2 separate regions of the Arachis hypogaea genome follow, and region 2 is linked to region 1. Evidence: chromatin contacts called from public Hi-C data. All regions are on one chromosome and are shown on one strand. Each heading gives the region's core, a stretch centred on a gene start, on an enhancer-like site or on the middle of the called end of the contact. The rest is flanking DNA. Distances are from core to core; before and after follow the strand shown.

The links. A called contact is a pair of places that touch in the nucleus more often than the background predicts.
Region 2: a contact with region 1 is called in a Hi-C map of an unstated tissue, with 6 times the contacts expected there. The contact joins the enhancer-like site here to the promoter of LOC112754956 in region 1. A contact is called at or near these places in 4 of 8 Hi-C or Micro-C datasets (leaf and an unstated tissue).

What each region holds. Positions count from the first base shown.
Region 1 is chr16:128,502,504-128,508,188 of arahy.Tifrunner.gnm2.J5K5, reverse strand. It overlaps LOC112754956 (potassium transporter 4), which reads left to right and starts at 3,114. Exons shown (of 8, transcript XM_025802795.3): 1 at 3,114-3,287; 2 at 3,837-4,077; 3 at 4,185-4,430; 4 at 4,599-4,910; 5 at 5,133-5,185; 6 at 5,551-5,665. The coding sequence starts at 3,243.
Region 2 is chr16:128,649,752-128,655,436 of arahy.Tifrunner.gnm2.J5K5, reverse strand. No RefSeq gene overlaps it. Among protein-coding and RNA genes, the nearest start is that of LOC112754960, 24 kb to the left of the region's middle. Within about 2 kb of position 2,561, at least 1 of the 3 cell types and tissues checked has open chromatin away from gene starts, as enhancers often do.

The sequences.
Region 1 (5,685 bases), core at 1,865-4,364:
ACAGTACCATCTTTGACTCCATTTCTGTTCTCATAATCTTAGATATAGCATTAACTTGTTATCTTGTATATTTTTGTGTTTTTATGGAATATGCACACAAACTGTTTGTTAGTTTTTCTCAGTGAATGGAGGAGGAGCTCAACTTTTTATTTTCATAGATTTTAAATAAGTAGCGCAACCCAACTAACCAATGTATCGTGAAATTAAGAAGCTACTAGCAGAATTGAATTTGTTCGACTTTGTTACAGATGGATATAACCCCATTGACCCTTATGAGGCTAGGTCATACATGACGACAAGGTTTAGAAAAGAAAGGTCGGAATTATCACACACACACACAAAGAGAGAGAGAGTTATATTTATTTACAACTCTTATTATGAAAGATGGACTTTTACTAAGAAAACTACCTGAACCCTAAAAATTATTTGAAATCTCTAAAATACTTTATAATATAACCTAACTCTAACTTCTCTTTTTATTCCACACCACCACTACCACCCAAATCCTTTCTCACTACTACTCTCATCCAACCACCACCATCACTGCTGTCATCACCATCCCCAAATCTTTCTCTTGACCACCACCATCAAGCAAGGGAGGAAGAATAAGAGAGAAAGCCAAAACAGAGAGAGTGAGAGAATGATTAAATATTGAAGTTATTCATTATTGATGGAAAATTTATTTTGAAGAGGAGGAGCATTCATATTCAGAATTTTACATTCAAATTCAAATAACAATGCCTCAACAGAACCATATTATTACAGATTCAGCAACAGAACTAATAGAAATACACACACAAATTCAAATCCCAACAACAGAAGTGAAACATTCAAATTCAACAATCACATATCTAAAATTCAATAATAAGTCAGATTATGAAGATGCAGAATTACAGAATGAAATAATAAAATTAAAAATTGAAAATTAAAAAAGACCACGACGGCGACGTATTGCCGAATCTTTGAACCCTTCAATCCCCAGCCTCGAAGCTCCATGAGTAGTGCTTCAAGGTCAAAACGTTGGCGCGGAGGCTGTCATCGGAGATGGTCCTAATCAAAGTCTACAACGTTCTTGTAAAATGCAACACGAAAACCAAGGATTGGGTCATCGAAGCAGAGCTCAAGGGTCGAGAGTGCCACCACCGCATAGGACCTCATGCGTCGCAAAGGGAAGGCAGAGAATGTTCACGACCCTCGTTGATGGAGCAACAACGATGGTGAACACAGATCTTCGGGCAAGGACGGCAATGATGCGCAGATCTTGTCGCCACTGCTGCTGGTCACTGGAATCGCTACTGCCAAGCCACCACTATTGTCACTCTATTTTTTGTCTTTGTCGTGGTATTAGAAAAGGAGGTGGTGATGACCGTGGTGGTGATGGCAACAGTGATGATAGTAGTTGGGGATGAGAGTGGCGGTGAGGAAGGATTTGGGTGGTGGTGGGGTCCGGGTGGCGATGTGATTTGGGATTGGGGGAGTGGTGGTGTGGAGTAAAAAGAGAAGTTAGAGTTATGTTATATTATATTAGAGGGTATTTTAGAAATTTTAAATAATTTTTTAGGATTCGGGTAGTTTTGTTAGCAAAGGCCCATCTTTTTTATGGGTAGAAATGATAGTTTTATTTATTCGTGGATAGATTTATCAGCATTTTAAACTTTTATGAATAGAAAGGGCAATGTAAAAATTAAAAGATTATATACATAAAAAAATTTAAATTGGGGGGTCATTGCTCCCTTTAAAATGTATGAGGCTCCGCCCTGGGGATTCATGAAGAAAAAAAAAAAAGAGAAAGGTTAGGAATGGTTTGGGAAGAAGGAGAAAGAGGTTTCAAATTTTGTTACTTTTTAATTTTTAGTGGAATGCTAACTTTTGATTTTAAGTTGTTATCGTCATATTAATTAGATGCTAAATTCTGCTGTAATGAACTCGTCATTTTAAAGAAATATGTAAGATAAAAATTAACATTAAATTTATGTTTCAACAGTAATATTTATTTTCTGATGTGAATATCAGATTTTTCAATAGAAAATTTAACGATAATAAATGTATTTCTTGTAATAGAATAAGAGAAAAGAGTGGATAACCAAAAAAAGGGAAAGAAAGATATAAAGAAAATATCGACTCATCTAAAAGTTAGTACAAAGAGTGGAAAAAAAAATAAACACTATTTATTTTTTATTTTTTTACCATCAACACTTAATATTTTTGTACCACTAGTAATATGGAAATTAGATCAATAAAAGAAAAAACGAAACATGGTAAATTAACATTTAGCAATATATAATCATTTCCGCAACTCCGTTATTTATTTATTTTATTGTCTTAAAATATAGTGTTTTCTTTGGGTCATAAAAACCACATACACTTAAATGACCTATCCACTACACTGATTTGGCCATTTGAAGTGTGGGAGGCCAACTACCCAACCAAGTGAACCAACCTTCCAATCCAATAGAACATCACCATCAGAACCACACGCATACAAACATCGCGTGGTATTAACGCGCGGTTCACAGAATCACTGGCTCACTGCTCTCCTGTAGCTGCATGCACCAGTACTCATCCTGGTGCGCTGGATACGGATCGCTACACGCAAATTTCCAAATCAGCTTTCAATTTTCAGATTGCTTCTTGCTCGTTCTGTGGCTCTATTCCATTTGATCATTATTTATTTTCCCTCATTTATTAGTAATCTTATAAACCATATAATTTATTATTATTTTATGGTTTAATACTAACATTTAATATTTAACTAAATTGAATTATTGATCTTTCTTTGGAATCACTGAGCTAACTCGTGACTCATATTAATGTATGATTATACGATGATAACATTATATATATATATATATATATATATATATATATATATATATAATGATAATATTAGGTTGACAAAAAAAATAAATTTTATTTTATTTAATATTTGTTAATTATATTATTTTTTGATTAAATTTTTTAATTATCAAATATTTTTATATATTTAATTTTAAAACACCGCCATATACAAAACAGCTAAAAATAATGCATAAATAATTATTAAAAAAATGTACGATGACATAAAATATTTTATAATATTAATATATTAAAATAATATATATATATTAAAAAATAATATAATATAATATAACAAGAGAGTTGTATCGTGTTCAGTTTTGTTTGGTTTCGCTCTCTTTCTTTCGCTGCTTACAGTAGTCTACTATCATCTTCTCTCTCTCTCTCTCTCTCTCTCTCTCTCTGTGATGGAACCGGAATCTGGAGCTTCTACTTCTCGGAACCCTTCGCTGGTTAGGCTTCTTCCTCAACACGCTAACGCAGTGCTTTAGATTTATTCCGAAATTCAAGTGAAATGAAGTTCATTTTTTTTTCACTACTCTGAACCAATTCTGAATTCTACTTGTTTTGCCTCATTCTTCTTTCTGGAACTTTTTGTAACTGACTTTGCTCCGCACTCTCCTTGTTTTTTGTTTTTATTTATTTAATTTAATAAGTTTAAGCATATTTTTCATTCTTCATGTGAGTTCGTGTTTCTTGTCAACGCATGGAGGTGTGTGTCTTTGGTATCTGCTTGGATTCGCCACTGTTAAGTATTCAAATTATCTTGAACAACTGTTGAGAATGAGATATTCAATTATGCTGATTTTAAGTGTTTTTTCGAGTTCCTTTGATTATTATTTGTTTGCTTTTGTTTGATTTATGCCATTGTACTGAATTTCATTCTTTTGTGATGATGTGGTTTTCACTTCACTGATTCATTTTCCAGTGTTTTGGTTGTTTGAACTTGATTGAAGGATGGATAATCGATAATTTGTTTTGTCTGTTTTGGGACCTTTCAGTTATCATGGGTGAATCTCTCTAGGAATCTATTATTAGCATATCAAAGCTTTGGTGTGGTGTATGGAGATCTGAGCACTTCACCACTCTATGTTTTCACAAGCACATTTCGAGGCAAATTGCAGGATCACCGCGATGAAGAAACTATATTTGGAGCTTTTTCTTTGATTTTCTGGACACTGACACTAATACCGTTGATTAAGTATGTGTTCATCCTATTGAGTGCTGATGATAGTGGCGAAGGTATTTGAATGGCGGCCTTTATTAGGATTATTTTCTTGTAAGGTTGGTTATAAGTTATAGCTCTATGATTTTATTATGATCATATGGTGCAATACTGCTGTCTTCAGGTGGAACGTTTGCTCTTTATTCGCTGCTCTGCAGGCACGCCAAGTTTAATTTGCTCCCCAATCAACAAGCAGCTGATGAGGAGTTATCATCCTACAAATATGGTCCCTCGCAACAGGCCATAACCTCTTCTCCACTGAAGAGGTTTCTGGAGAAGCATAAAAGGTTAAGAACGGCACTGCTTATTGTGGTGTTGTTTGGTGCTTGCATGGTCATTGGCGATGGTGTTCTCACCCCAGCAATTTCAGGTAAGTGATTCATAATTAAAATTTGGGATGCCTGGAGCTTTGTAGCATCTTATTTTGTTGTGAACTGCTTCCAATATAATAATAATATAACAGAACTCGATTGGTTTTTTTACCTGAAGGCTTGCTTCTAATAAGAAACTAACAATTAGCCTGATCTTTACCATGCAGTTCTAGCATCTGTATCAGGGTTACAAGTTACGGAAAGAAAATTAACTGATGGTGAGCTTGTCCTGCTTGCCTGTGTCATATTGGTTGGGCTGTTTGCTCTTCAACACATTGGCACACACAAAGTGGCATTCGTGTTTGCACCAGTTGTAATCATCTGGCTATTATCGATATTTTCTATTGGGCTGTATAACACAATTTTTTGGAATCCTAGAATTGTTCGTGCATTATCCCCATACTATCTCATCAAGTTCTTTATCAAGACTGGTAAAGAAGGTTGGATTTCTCTTGGAGGGATACTTCTCTGTATCACTGGTATGTTAGTTCTGATCCTTTTTAACAGTTATATCATAGGATATGCTCTATAGTTTGTAGGGATGTTATGCATGATGTATTGATGTTCCTTGTTCTATTTACAATTGTATAAATTTAGTCAAAAATTTGAGTTACTAGAACTGTAAAACCTGAGATTTTAAGAAACTCAGATGCTATACTATACTAACTTACTAACTATTTGAGTTTTTTTTACCTCACCAGGAACTGAAGCTATGTTTGCAGATCTTGGTCATTTCACTGCTACATCGATAAGGGTGAGAAAAACTTGATGCTGAATTTCTTGCATCTGTTATGAATTATGATTTTATGATTCTTATTACTTTAGCTGTCCAATCATGTCACTAGTCTTGTTGGGCTGAGATTGTACCAGTTGCACTATGCTGGTACATGGCTTAAAGTATTATTAGAAATAAGTAGTACTTATAGTTGAGTGTTTTCTTTCTCCTTTTTTTTTTCTCTTCTTTTTCTCTTGCCCTCTTATCCACCATTTTCTCTATGAAATCAACATAATCAAATTGATCTTAGTTTTACAAATTACTACTATTTTCTGGGAAAGCAACAATAAGTAGTACATGCTCAATTGTCAAGAGATTCCTTAATATTTTCCTCCCTTTTGCAGATTGCATTTGCGTTTGTTATATACCCTTGTTTGGTGGTACAGTATATGGGCCAAGCTGCTTTCTTGTCTAAGAACCTTCAATCTATTCATAACAGTTTTTATGATTCAATACCTGGTTGGTCCATTCGTTACTCT
Region 2 (5,685 bases), core at 1,312-3,811, 150 kb before region 1:
AAAAAAGAAATTAAGAAGGAAAAAACTCTATTCAACAAAAACCTTCTCTAAGATGGTTTATAGTGAATAAACAACCAAGACCAACTCCAAGTAACTAAATTACTTGGGTATGAGATGTTAAATATCCTCCGTTCCAGCTTATGCTTTTTCTTTAAAAAGAGATAATATGTACTCATAATTCTTTAGGCTATCTTTATTTTATGTTGAATAATAATAATAATAATAATAATAATAATAATAATAATAATAATAATAATAATAATAATAATAATAATAAAGTGTCAAAATGATATAAGAAAGTTTATACTGCTAGCAAAAATAATTTTAAAAGATGTAAAAGATAAATAAATTCTAAATGATTTAAAAACATAACAAAAAAAATCATATTTTTAAATAAATGGCAAATGACTTTTATATTTGTATTTGATTTAAATTTTTGTGAAATATTTGAATAATTATTTAGAAGGTACATACATAAAAATAGGAATATAATTTGATCTTTAGATTTATTTTATTTAAAAAAAAATCATTTAAGCAAACAAATAGTTAATGAATTATTACACATACAATGCAAGATTTGAGATTTTGATATTTATTTAAGCAAATAAATGAGCGAATTACTCAACTAAATAGATTGTAAGATGGGTCTTTACTCTTTACTCTAGTTAGTAACGTAAACAAATTAGCGCACATTGGACCAAAAATCAACGACATCGTAGTCAATTTTGTTATACAAACCAATAAACCAGTATCTCTTTGGTTCCAAGTTGACCAGTTTCTTATATCAGTTATGGTCTTATGGACTTATGGTTAAATTAAATTTTAACTACGGGTTTAGCACATGTTAAAGTCACTAGCTTATTAAAAAATTTATTATAAAAAAATTATGCAAAATTTGATTTTTAATATAATTATTATATATTTATTAAAATAAAATATTTAAATTTTTTAACTAATAATGTATGTTTATAGCACATGTTAACTAAACTAACTAAACTCTTCAAATATCATCCAATGATATAGACTATTCTTTCCCCCTCCCCCTCCTCTCTCTCTTTTAGTTTTTTTCTCGTTAAGCAATGTTTATCTTGTTGACATTAAATGTTTTTGTCTATAACTCGTGACAAAGACGATGGCTAAGCAAACACGGATCCCTTAAAATCAGATCTGAAAATGAAAAGACATCCCTTGATTAGGAGACCTAACACCACAGAAAACAGTTTCATGGCCTCATGGGTGGAACCTCATTAACCAAGAGGATATTGCCAAAAATTATTTTTGTAAGTTCAACTTAATTAACCATATATTTTAATTCAAGGGCATTGTGATCTTATTCTTTGACGATGTGAAACTCTAAAGCTGTGTTTGTTTATAGAGATAGGGATATAAAGACATAAAATTGTGTTTGATAGAGGAGACATAAACAGAGATAATGTGTCCAGAAATACTGAATTAATGTACAGAAAAGGACACGAAGATACTAACAAGAGACACAACTTATTTTTCATTTTTTCTTTCATTATTTTTGTTAATTTTTTATAATTATATTTTTTATTATTATATTTTTCATCTCAAATTTTATAAATGAAAAAAAAATGAGAATAAATTGAATTTTTATAATTTGTTATAGTTTATCACCAAACAGAATACAAAAACATAAAATTTTGTATCTCTGTTCATCAGTATCTTGTCCTGTTCTGTTCTCAGTGTCTTGTTCTATCCTATTCTCATAAACAAACGCAGCCTAAAAGTCTTATCCACATCTAATTATATCTTATTTATACAAAAAATATTATATATATACAAATATAAATTATTATATATTTATGTATAAATATATGTATAATTTAATTTATTTTTAATGTATATTTTGTAATTCAATATATATATTGATAATTGATTTTGATGACTTATTTTAACATACACTTAACTTAGTTGGATTTATATATATAAAGTAACCAGTGACAACTGAAATCATATTAAAATTAACTTTAAAAACTAAATTAAGTAAGGTTTTGGATTTTTGAATGAAAAAAATTAAGAACTTTTTATTATCAGCTGTTAATTTTCTTAGAAGGGATGAAGAAAATTAATTTGGTCCAGCAGAAGGAAAAGATCATAATAGCTCGAGAGAGAGATAGCTCCGGAGAGAAATTAAAGAGAGCGAGAAAGGCCTTTAATATATTTGTAGAAATCATGATGAAAGGTATTTGTTCCAATACAGAGTTATAATGTATATAGATAAACAAAAAGGGAGAAAGAAAGGGTATATAATATCTTGAAGACATAATAGAGATTATTAATTAATAATGTAGTCCAGTCTATTGAGAGTTGAGACTGAAGACAAAAGGAATAAATACCTGTCTTAGGAATAGTCGCTTCTCAATACAATGACTTGAAGGAGGAGTAACAATCAACAATGCAAGAACATATTAAATTATACATATGTCCGGAGCCAATTGTCCAAACAGAACTCAATTCCATGCTTAATGGTTAATGCATAAAACGTTAACCCAACAATAACACTAAACATTATTGGTATATTTCCTATAAAATCGCACCAAATTTTTCATTGCGTGGAGGTTCCCCCACTTGCCACTTGCGTTGGATTGTGAACTACGTCACACAGAGAGGGACATGTCTAAAAGTTCAAAAAGGATGGCTTCTAGTGATTATTTATTACTTCGTGCCCTTGTTATCTGTGTATGGTTCTATCTATTTTCTTTTTCCCTTCATTTTTGACCTGTGATTCTAATCTATACATGGTGGATTTTCTGTACTTTCTGTATTTCATTGAGGGAAAATTATACGAATCATACGGTAAGTTTTACGAGTTCTATATATTAATAGAAATATTAAAAATATTATTCATACACTAAAATTAATTATTAATATATTTATGTATAAATATATATATAGTTTAATTTATTTTTAATATATATTTATATTTTAATATTTATTTTATATTAGTGATTAATTTTAATAATTAATTTTAGTGTGCACATATTATAGTCTTTTATTATATACCAAGTATATATTCAAATAGGTCTCTAAAAAAATTTATATCAAATGTTTTCGTTTCCAAAATTTTTTTATTATGTTGAGCTCTTTAAATTTTACAAAAATAATATCTATAAATCTATACTGTAATCATATTTATTGTTTTCACTTGAACAAATAAATTCTAAAAAATGTGACGAAAGAATTTATATATCTTATTTTTATAAAATTTAAAAACTTCAATATAATAATTATTTTTAGGACCAAAACGTTTGGGTATATACTCTTTATTTTTAGGACCAAAACGTACTCAAGGAGAATGAGAGAAGGAGAGAGCGAGGGTGAGCGGTTGAGGGTGAAACACGGTGAGAAAGATGGCCATGCCATCGGAAGAGATAAGGGGGAGAACGTGGGTGGGTGTGTATCCGGTGTTAAGGAGGGTTCTTCTCGAGAGGGGTTAGAAAAGCCATCCAAAGTCTCTTTTAGAGATAAAGTTATTGGTACAGAAAAGTCTAAGGCCTTTGCATTAGTAGGGTCTTTATCTGGGGATGGTATCGCGACGGTGACAGGTAAGCAAGGTGATTCTCGTCCACCAAATGTCAGTTTTACCAAGGAGGCAAAGAGCTGTCTAGTTGAACCTTATAAGGAAGCCATCGTGATCAAGGTGCTGGATAAGCATTATGGCTACACGGCTCTCATGCATAAGCTTCGGATAGTATGGCGCATCAAAGGAGGGTTTGATTTGTTGGATGTGGGGTTTGGATATTTTTTGGTTAAATTTGATATTGCTGCGGATCGTGAGAAAGTCATTCTTGGTGGCCCGTGGTTAATAGACGGTCACTATGTTGCAGTAAAGCCATGGGATGTGGATTTTAGGCCATGCGAAAAATCCTTTGGATCAACGCTGGTATGGATTCGAGTCTCGGGACTTCCAATTTGGTGCTACCAGGAACAAGCAATGCTGCGAATTGCTTCTGCAATAGGGATTCCGGTGAAAGTAGATTTGGCTACTAAGCTTGCAGAAGGAGGAAAATATGCTCGAGCTTGTGTTCAAATTAATCTTGAGTTGCCTGTAATCAAACATATTATAGTGGAGGGTGTGACTTATGAAGTGGAGTATGAGAGTTTACAGTTGATTTGTACTACTTGTGCACGGTATGGGCATGATAAATTGTTGTGCATGGAGAAGGAGTCCTTGGAAGGAAACGAAAATTTCTTCGGTGATGAAAAAATAATGAAGCCCCGACATTAGTGCCACACAACAATCATGAGATTCAACAAGAGGCTGAATCAGAAGCTCGTGATTTGGGTGAGAATCCTCGTAATTTGGGTGAGAAATTAGGAGTTGTTAAAGGGAAGGATGTAGTTACGGAATCATTGGCTCCTCACGTGCCTGATGGTCATGTTAATGAGGCATGCATGGATGATGGAGAGGGCTGGCAACAAGTGCTACGTAAGGAAAAATTCACAATGGGCCAGTCATCAAGTTTGAAGGACCAAGATGGAAAGCAGCACAAGTTTAGTTCGAGAAGGGTTCCAAGGCCCAATTTGCATGGTGATGGAGGCAAATCAATTGGCATTAGGATGGGGAAGCGAGAAAAACATGAAATTGCGCCATCTCCATCGCGCAGAACTCCTGCACGTCGTGGAATCTCTCTACGGAAGCGTCCTCGGCCTTCCTCCTTGCAGAACTCGCCAGTTGATAAAAATGGTGGCACAACGGAGGAAACCTTAGTAGATGGAAGCATGGCAGGTGCAGTGTCAGGAGGTCCAAAGGTGGCAATTATTGAGGATCAGAGTGTGCCAGTACCGCAGGACAAACCACCTATTGAGGTTGGTGATTCTGTTTAGAGTTTATGTTCTTATTTATCCTGTCCCTATTATTTATGGATAGTTTAAATATGATTGTTTGGAATATTAGGGGTGCTTCTAATAAGTTAGCCCGGGTGCATTGTAAGGAACTTGTTAGAAAATTTAGACCTATTTTTTTTATTGTGGTTGAAACTCACTCTCCTTTTCAGCATTTAAAATTATTTTGGGAAAGGTTGGGGTATCACTCTGTTGGTATAGTAGAAGCAGAGGGGTATAAGGGAGGTATTTGGTTTCTATCCTCTATGAAGGGTGTTTGTTGTAAGTTCATTGATGCTTTTGATCAGGGTGTTAGTGTTGAGGTTCACTTTGATAATTTAATTTGGAGGTGTAGTGGTATTTATGGCAGTCCTCAATTTAATAAAAGGGTTCTCCTTTGGGATTATCTTGTTGCACAATCCATGGTTTTTCAAGGACCTTGGATTGTTCTTGGTGATTTTAATGAAGTCAAATTTTCTCATGAATCTAAGGGCTGTCAATTTTCTCATCAAAGAGCCGACATGTTTGCTACTTCATTAGGGGATAGTGGTTTGTTTGATCTGAAGACTATTGGGAGGCAGTTTTCATGGTACAGGAGGGTGAAAAATTATGTTGACGTGGAAAAAAAGCTTGATCGAGTCTGTATAAATAGTAGTTGGTTATCTATCTTTCCAGAGGCTTATGCAGAAGTTTTAAATAGGCTTCAGTCTGATTATTGCCCTATTCTGGTGCGTTGTAAAGGTCGTCCTCAGCCTAAAGGGAATCGACCTTTCTGATTTGTTGCTGCTTGGGCTACTCATCCTGGGTATAGGGATATTGTGAACCAGTCATGGTGGT